Regions from separate parts of the Mus musculus genome. Here region 1 is linked to region 2. A link is a contact called in public Micro-C data. All regions are on one chromosome and are shown on one strand. The core of a region is the stretch at or near the end of the contact, and the rest is flanking DNA. Distances in the headings are between cores, read along the strand shown. Region 1 overlaps Sec14l1 (SEC14-like lipid binding 1). Region 2 holds the start of St6galnac2 (ST6 (alpha-N-acetyl-neuraminyl-2,3-beta-galactosyl-1,3)-N-acetylgalactosaminide alpha-2,6-sialyltransferase 2).

The links. A called contact is a pair of places that touch in the nucleus more often than the background predicts.
Region 1: a Micro-C map of embryonic stem cells shows a contact between it and region 2, with 3 times the contacts expected there. The contact joins the enhancer-like site here to the promoter of St6galnac2 in region 2. A contact is called at or near these places in 1 of 484 Hi-C or Micro-C datasets (embryonic stem cells), 2 of 115 datasets of contacts at active chromatin or transcription factors (embryonic stem cells and pancreatic cancer cells) and 1 of 9 other capture datasets (embryonic stem cells).

The regions. Positions count from the first base shown.
Region 1 is chr11:117,155,135-117,158,251 of GRCm38.p6, reverse strand. Sec14l1 (SEC14-like lipid binding 1) reads right to left here. Exons shown (of 16, transcript NM_001166506.2): 14 at 2,781-3,032; 15 at 1,713-1,891; 16 at 1-1,451. The coding sequence ends at 1,346. Among named protein-coding and RNA genes, the nearest start is that of Sec14l1, 42 kb to the right of the region's middle. Within about 2 kb of position 1,296, at least 57 of the 459 cell types and tissues checked have an H3K27ac peak or open chromatin away from gene starts, as enhancers often do. A contact at or near this core is called in embryonic stem cells, where this site is marked.
Region 2 is chr11:116,692,789-116,696,238 of GRCm38.p6, reverse strand. It overlaps St6galnac2 (ST6 (alpha-N-acetyl-neuraminyl-2,3-beta-galactosyl-1,3)-N-acetylgalactosaminide alpha-2,6-sialyltransferase 2), which reads left to right and starts at 1,579. Exons shown (of 9, transcript NM_009180.3): 1 at 1,579-1,802. The coding sequence starts at 1,681.

The sequences.
Region 1 (3,117 bases), core at 47-2,546, 460 kb before region 2:
CATGCTTTCCCCATAAAAGCCGTAAAGCAAGGATCTGCTCCAACAGCAGGCTCTGGGGAGTCAAGATCAGGGGAAAAAAAAGAAAGAAGAAAAAAGGCAAACTAGCCCCAGCCTCTGACCTGCTTCTATGAAACGCAGAAGAACAAGTGCAGATCTGCAGCCCCTCCCCAGCTACACCCCACTCCCTCATGCACACACACAACACCTACACACATACCCAGCATCCACCCACATGCCGAAGGCCACTGCAAGCCATGCACCCCCCTGGAGAGCATTGCTAGAGTTTGCACTGCCACACTTCTAAAGGCAAGTGTGACCTACTGCTTCCAAACACCCTGCTGAGAGCTGAGGACCCTGGGTGCTAGGACTGAGGATCCTGGGTGCTAGGAAGACTGAGGACTCTGGGTGCTGCTGGGAGGACTGAGTACCCTGGGTGCTAAGGGCTGAGAACCCTGGGTTTTGGGAGGACTGAGTACCCTGGGTGCTAAGGGCTGAGAACCCTGGGTTTTGGGAGGACTGAGGACCCTGGGTTCTGAGAGGACTGAGGACCCTGGGTGCTACGGGCACAGAGCCGCCTCCTGCAGAAGGAAAGGCAGCACTCAGCAGAGGGAAAGAATCCTCCCCATCCCCTCCACCAAGTTCACGGACAGAAAAATTTTGCTCTGAAAAATATCAAAAGATTTGAAGAGGAGGAAAGAGAAAGCAATGTTTAATGATGGCGGTGTTGTCAGGATTCACGAGGAGCCCTGGCAGCCCCTCCTGGGCTGCAGTGTCTGCTCGGGATCAGGCTGGCTCTGACCCAGCACTGGGTGCTCCTCAGGCTGCCAAGTCCTTAGCGGAAAGGGACCTCAAGAGCTGTTCTGGATCCACAGGCCACCTCCACTAACAGGGAGCCGAGAGGACTCCGCTGCAGCTTAAGGGCTGCCTGCTGCAGCTTCGGTTCCGTGGAGGAGGAGGTGGCGAGTCTCTGCAGGGTGTCACACAAGTCATTCACTAGTGGACAAGGTGGAGTTTGTTGGTAACATTTTTTGCATCGACAACTGAGACCAGTCAGTCTCTTACTGTAGATAAACTACTTTTCTTTCGAGAGCCCTTGTGCTCTGGTTTGATTTTGTGCACGCTGTATACAAAATCTATGGCTATTGAGTTAAAGTTAGGGGTAGAGTTAAAACTACCTCTCAGGATGGTCTGGGGACCAGGTGACTAGTGACCATCTGCAGATCTAGCTGCTATCTAGAGGGAGGAGTCTGCACATCCAGGGGTGGGCGGAGTCTGCACATCCTGGGGTGGGCGGAGCACAGCAGCCGGGGCGCCCGCCCTCCGCGCAGGCGCAGGCTTCGCGGCACTACCTGGAAATCATGGAGCTGGATTGCGACTGGCTGGAGGAGGTGGTGGCGGCACTGAGCTGTGAGAACCCGCTGTGGCTAGATTCCAGGCTGGTCATGGAGCCTCTGCAGATGTAATCAACAAAGAACCAGGAGTGAGGAGCTGCTCTGAGCCGCCCCAAGCGAGCATCTCTATCTGCTCCCCCCCCCCCCCCCTCCGTCGGCCCTTGTAAAGTTGGGACAGGACATGAGAATCAATGGAGGAATCCGTAGTTTGCCCCTCGGGTGACACTGCACTTAGCAAGTGCTACACTCCCTTTCCTATGGAGAGCTGCAGGCAGTGAACAAGTAGTCCCTGCTGCCAGAGCCTCCCTCTCAGGCACAAACCTGAAATCTTCAGAGCCGATCACTTCTGTGTAGTACATGACTTTGCACTTGTGGGAGGAGACCTGCAGGGAGGCCAGCACGTCGTCCACTCGGGGTAGGTTGGTGGCAGCACATGCTGGCATGGTGTGGAATTTCCACTGTAGGATGTAGAAGCCTGGCCACCTGGTCACATGGGACCCCTGCAACAGTGAACAGCAGCAACTCAGGACATTCCACCAAGGGGAGGGGTGTCCTGAGCCAACAGCCTAATGATGGATGCCCTTCCACCCACTGAGGCAGCCTATGCGATGGTCTGTCAGGTGTTAGGAAGGCAGCATGCACCTTGTCTACCACCCTCAGCAACCTGCAACCTCTAGAGAGTACCAGGCTGAAAGTGCCTGGCCAGGTGGGAGCTGTCAGAAGGGCCTGTCTCTCTGACAGAGACAGCTAGGTCAGGGAACAGCTTCTCTGCCACTCCTGTCACCTTCCTAGCACACAGGGGCAATCTGTTCCAATGACTTCTTCCATTCTGGTTTAATGATTCAGAGGCAGAGCCAGCTTTTACGATGGGAAGACTCCCTTTACACTGCATCACAGACCGCATGCACTGGCAGCTGGCTTCTGAAAACCTCAGCTGGAGGACAGCGGGCAGCCACTGTGTGGTCAGAGGCATTGCAGGAGGAAAAGAAGTAAGTGGGCATTCAGTGCCAGAGGTGAGCCAGCACCAGCATACAGAGAGAGCCACAGGGCCAACAGGAACCCTCGCAGTATAGAGATGTCATGGGTTTTAGCAAGAGCTGACAGTGCCCTCTGCACGTTCCCCTCTTGCTTCTGTCTGTGTGACTTCCCTCTGGAGGCAAAGCCTAGTTCCCTGTCACCTGGCACTTGGGTGCATGTGCACTTCTGGGGAAACCCACACTTTACTAAGGTCTCGTGCCTCTCCTTCCTCTGTGCCCTGGGGCATCCTGAGTCTTTCTGGCACTAGGCAGACCACCTGTGCCATTCTGGTGGCAGAAGCCACATGGGCTAGAGGGCCAGCTACCGCCTTCTCAGGACAGAGTCTGCAGCAGTGCTGGCTGGCAGGCTTACCTGCACGCTCTCTCCTTCTTTGCAGATTAGAGGAGACTCCACCATGCTATAGTCCCGGCCCAGCTGCCAGACTTTGTCTATCAGCTGCACGTTGTTGCCTCCTGGGGAAGTGATGCTGTGAGCCCCTAGCGAGTCCTTCTTGGGTGGCTGGGGAGACCTCTTGGAGTGATAAATGTTAAAGACGATGTCCCCTTTGCACACATCAAAATCCCAGGTGATCACTGAGGAGGCGTCCACAATCTGAATGAGAATCTGGAGAAAGAGATCCGCTCAGCAACCAATCTGAGGCACGGGGCCTGGCAGCGAGCGCTGGGGCAGGAATGGGCTCTCTGGGGGC
Region 2 (3,450 bases), core at 330-2,829:
GCCAAGCCCGCAAGTGGATTTGTGCTGCTGCTGAGACAGCAGCACAAATTATGACCTGGAGAGCATAAGCTCCTGAGAAACCTGAGGTGTCAGGACAGACTGGATGGGAGGAGTGAGGATGCTTTGGTCCAGGAAGTGTTGCTATGGGACACTGTAAAAAAAAAAAAAACATAGACCTACATCATTAACATGGATGGGGGGCAACTCCCACGGAGGAGGAGAGAGCGAGCATCCCCAGGAAGGGAAGAAACTGTACAGGGTTAAGTAACAGCAATTTTGACAAAGGAAGAGCGCAAAGATTGAAAGGAAAAACTGGAAATCAGGGGCCATCAAAATGGCTCAGCAGATAAAGCCCAAGGTCCCGAGTTCAATTCCTGGGACAAACTTGGTAGAAGGAGAGAACGAGATCTTCTACAAATTACGTGTGCCTGCACATCAACAAGTGTATGGACATGGAGAATAAAACAAAACGTGAAAGCACAAATTCTTAGCTGTGGCCATTAGCACCACGACACTTTCAGCTCGGGAACAAAGGGCAGGATTGATTTGATTGGCTACACTCCAGGGACTCCGTCCTGGCCCACACAAGACTGGGTCGCAGACTGAAGAAGCTGCTCTTATCCACAGACCCAGGGTCTGACACTGGGCAGATACCAATTCGTGAACCCCAATTTTCTCAGCTATCAGACCAGATTAAAGCTTGGGGAGCCGAGGTCCACTCTCCCAGACTATACTGAAGAACACACCACCGATGGCTCACAGACAGAAAGGGCTCTGCTTCCAAAGAGCAGGCCAGTTTCCCCAGCCCCGGGCGATGTTGATGCTCCACCTCTCCCAGTCTCTCCGCCTCTCAGGCCAAGTCTGAGCAGCGCATGGAGAGGCCTGGCTTTTCTGCGTGTTGCCAAACAGAGAGGTAACAACCATCACCGCGGGCTCCCTGCGTGACGTCCTCCATCTCAATGGGTAGTCACCAAATAAACAGATGACAACCTAAGCCCCTTAGTGCACCCCACGGCCGGCGGCTCCCTACCTGAACCCTCCACCTTTAACCCCAAATCCAAGCTAAGGGGTTTCCTTCCATTATTTGAATATACTCTTCTGCAAGTACATAAGGTACAAGAGCCTTAACCCATCAAGTCCTCGGTCCTTGTGAGGGAGCCGGCCAGATTGTTTCACAGCTGCCAGCCACCGGCTTCTGGTCCAGAAACCTGGGGTGGACATCCCTAAGCGCACAGTGCTCAATCAGGGCAGCAGACAGCCTTGTCTCCTCGTGCCCTTCCCACCCTTCACTGCACATGCTTGCCCTGGACGGTGAGAACCGTACATCCCTGCCCGACTCTGGAATAGGTACATCCGGGGTGTGGCTCTCGTTGGAGAGCAGCCTCAGGGGTAGCCGCCATCGAAGTCCCCCGGGGACAGCCCTGGAACAGCGCTCGCGGCTCCAGCCATCCGCAGCTGCACGACGGCCTTAGAGACGCTCAGTCTCTGGAGTTGCTGCGACCTAAGGCCTGGCGAGGACACAGGGGGGAGCTGCAGGACCCGGAGGCGCGCGGCAGCCCGCCCTGGGCAGGGCGGGGCAGAGCAGGGCCGCCGCCTCCGCGGGTCCCACTGGGACGGTCCTCTCCGGCCGGGGGCTCGGTGAGCAGGGCGGCAGACGGGGCGCACCCCGGCCAGGCTCACATGGACCTCCCGCGCCGCTGGCTCTTTCGGATGTTGTTGCTCGTTGCCACCAGCTCTGGGATCCTCCTCATGCTGTACTCCTCGGCGGGGCAGCAGTCCCCTGAGACCCAGGTTCCCGCCAGGTAAGCGCTGCGGGGCGCTGCGCCCAGGGCGCGGGGAGGGCGTGCGCTCCCAGCTCTCCGGACGCCCGCGGACACCCTGGAGCGACTCGAAGCGGCGACGCGCCTTTTGCCGCCTTAATCTCAGGCTGCCTCCCGGACCCTGGGGCCTTTGCTCGGTCCGGAGCACGCTGGCGACCCTGGCGTTTTTGGTGAATTCCGTCCAGGCCTAATTGGGAAGCTCCCTGTTGCCACTTTCTTCCTGGATCCACTTTTAGGGTGGGGACTCAAGTCCCCTGTTTTTCAACTTTGTCCTTCTCTTCAGGTGGCCAGTCTCCTACTGCTTGGCTCACTCCTCACTCTGGACTCTGAGCTCAGGCCTACCTGCACCTGGCTCCCTTTTACCTGGATCTATTATTTGTTTGAGTAGTTAGCTTGATAAGCTCCATCTGGGCATGGCCCTGGGGAAATGCAAACTCCGTCTGGAAACACACAGAACTTGTTTTGAGCCTCCACCTGGCTCACTGAAGGAGCCTCGAGAGGGTTTAGCTTTATTTCGGGGAGGTGACCTAAGCCATACCTAGAATCTGGGCTTGGGCGAGGGGGTCCGGAAAAACGCACAGCGCAGCACGCAGCTTCTGCACACTCCTGAGCAAGCCTTGATGGGATGAGAACAAGTGGGTATCTAGTGTCTGGCTGAAGGACACACATCAGTCGCAAAATAACAAACCACTGAGTCTGGTCCCCTTAGCTGGCAGCGCTGAGGCTGGCAACATCCTAGAAAGGGCCTAACATGACTTCACACGGGAGGTCGGTTACAGTTGGATCACACCTCATCAGAGCTTTTCCTTTTTAAACAATATCGCTATTATTTCTTTTATTTTTGAGGTCATAAGTACTTGGTAGCCCCTTTTCTTTTCCTCCCTCTGAAGTCTCCTATATACTCCTCCTTGATGTTTCAAATTGCTGGCCCCCTTTTAAATTTTTAATTGTTGTTACATGCATATGTATATATGTACATATATGTATATACACACATATATAATGCATATATGTATATGTGAATACATAATATATACACATATACATACACACACATATATGTATGTATGTGTGTATATATATGTGTGTGTATATATATATATATATATATATACATATATATTCCTAAATATAGCCTGCTCAGTCTGTATAATGTAGTTTGTACATATGCTTTCAGGGCTGACCACTTGGTATTGGATAGCCAGCTGGCGTGCCCTCTCCTGTGGAAGACTGCCTCTGCCGCTCTCAGTGTTCTGAAGTTGACTGTAGTTCTTTGTGAAAGGGGTAAAAGCCCCAAGGTGTCTCCCTAGTGCATCTGGCAAAACCTTTTTCCTTCTCAGGAGAACTTTCTTCCTTTCAAAATCTGATTTGAGGGCTGGGGATATAGTTCAGTTGGTAGAGTGTTTGCCTTCCATGGATGAAGTCTTGGGGTTTGGTACCCAGTACTAAAACTAAGACAACAACCCCTGACAACATCTGCTAGGAACTGAAAGCCTGTCCTTTTCCTTGTTTTTGCTGGGGTTTGCTACAGTACAGTAAAACCTGGGTGTGAGGGAGGAAGGGGCAGGTTAGGGTTCAACCTGGCTGTAGGAGGAGGGTAGGTAGTCCAGCAAGGTAAGTGGCTTTCTGA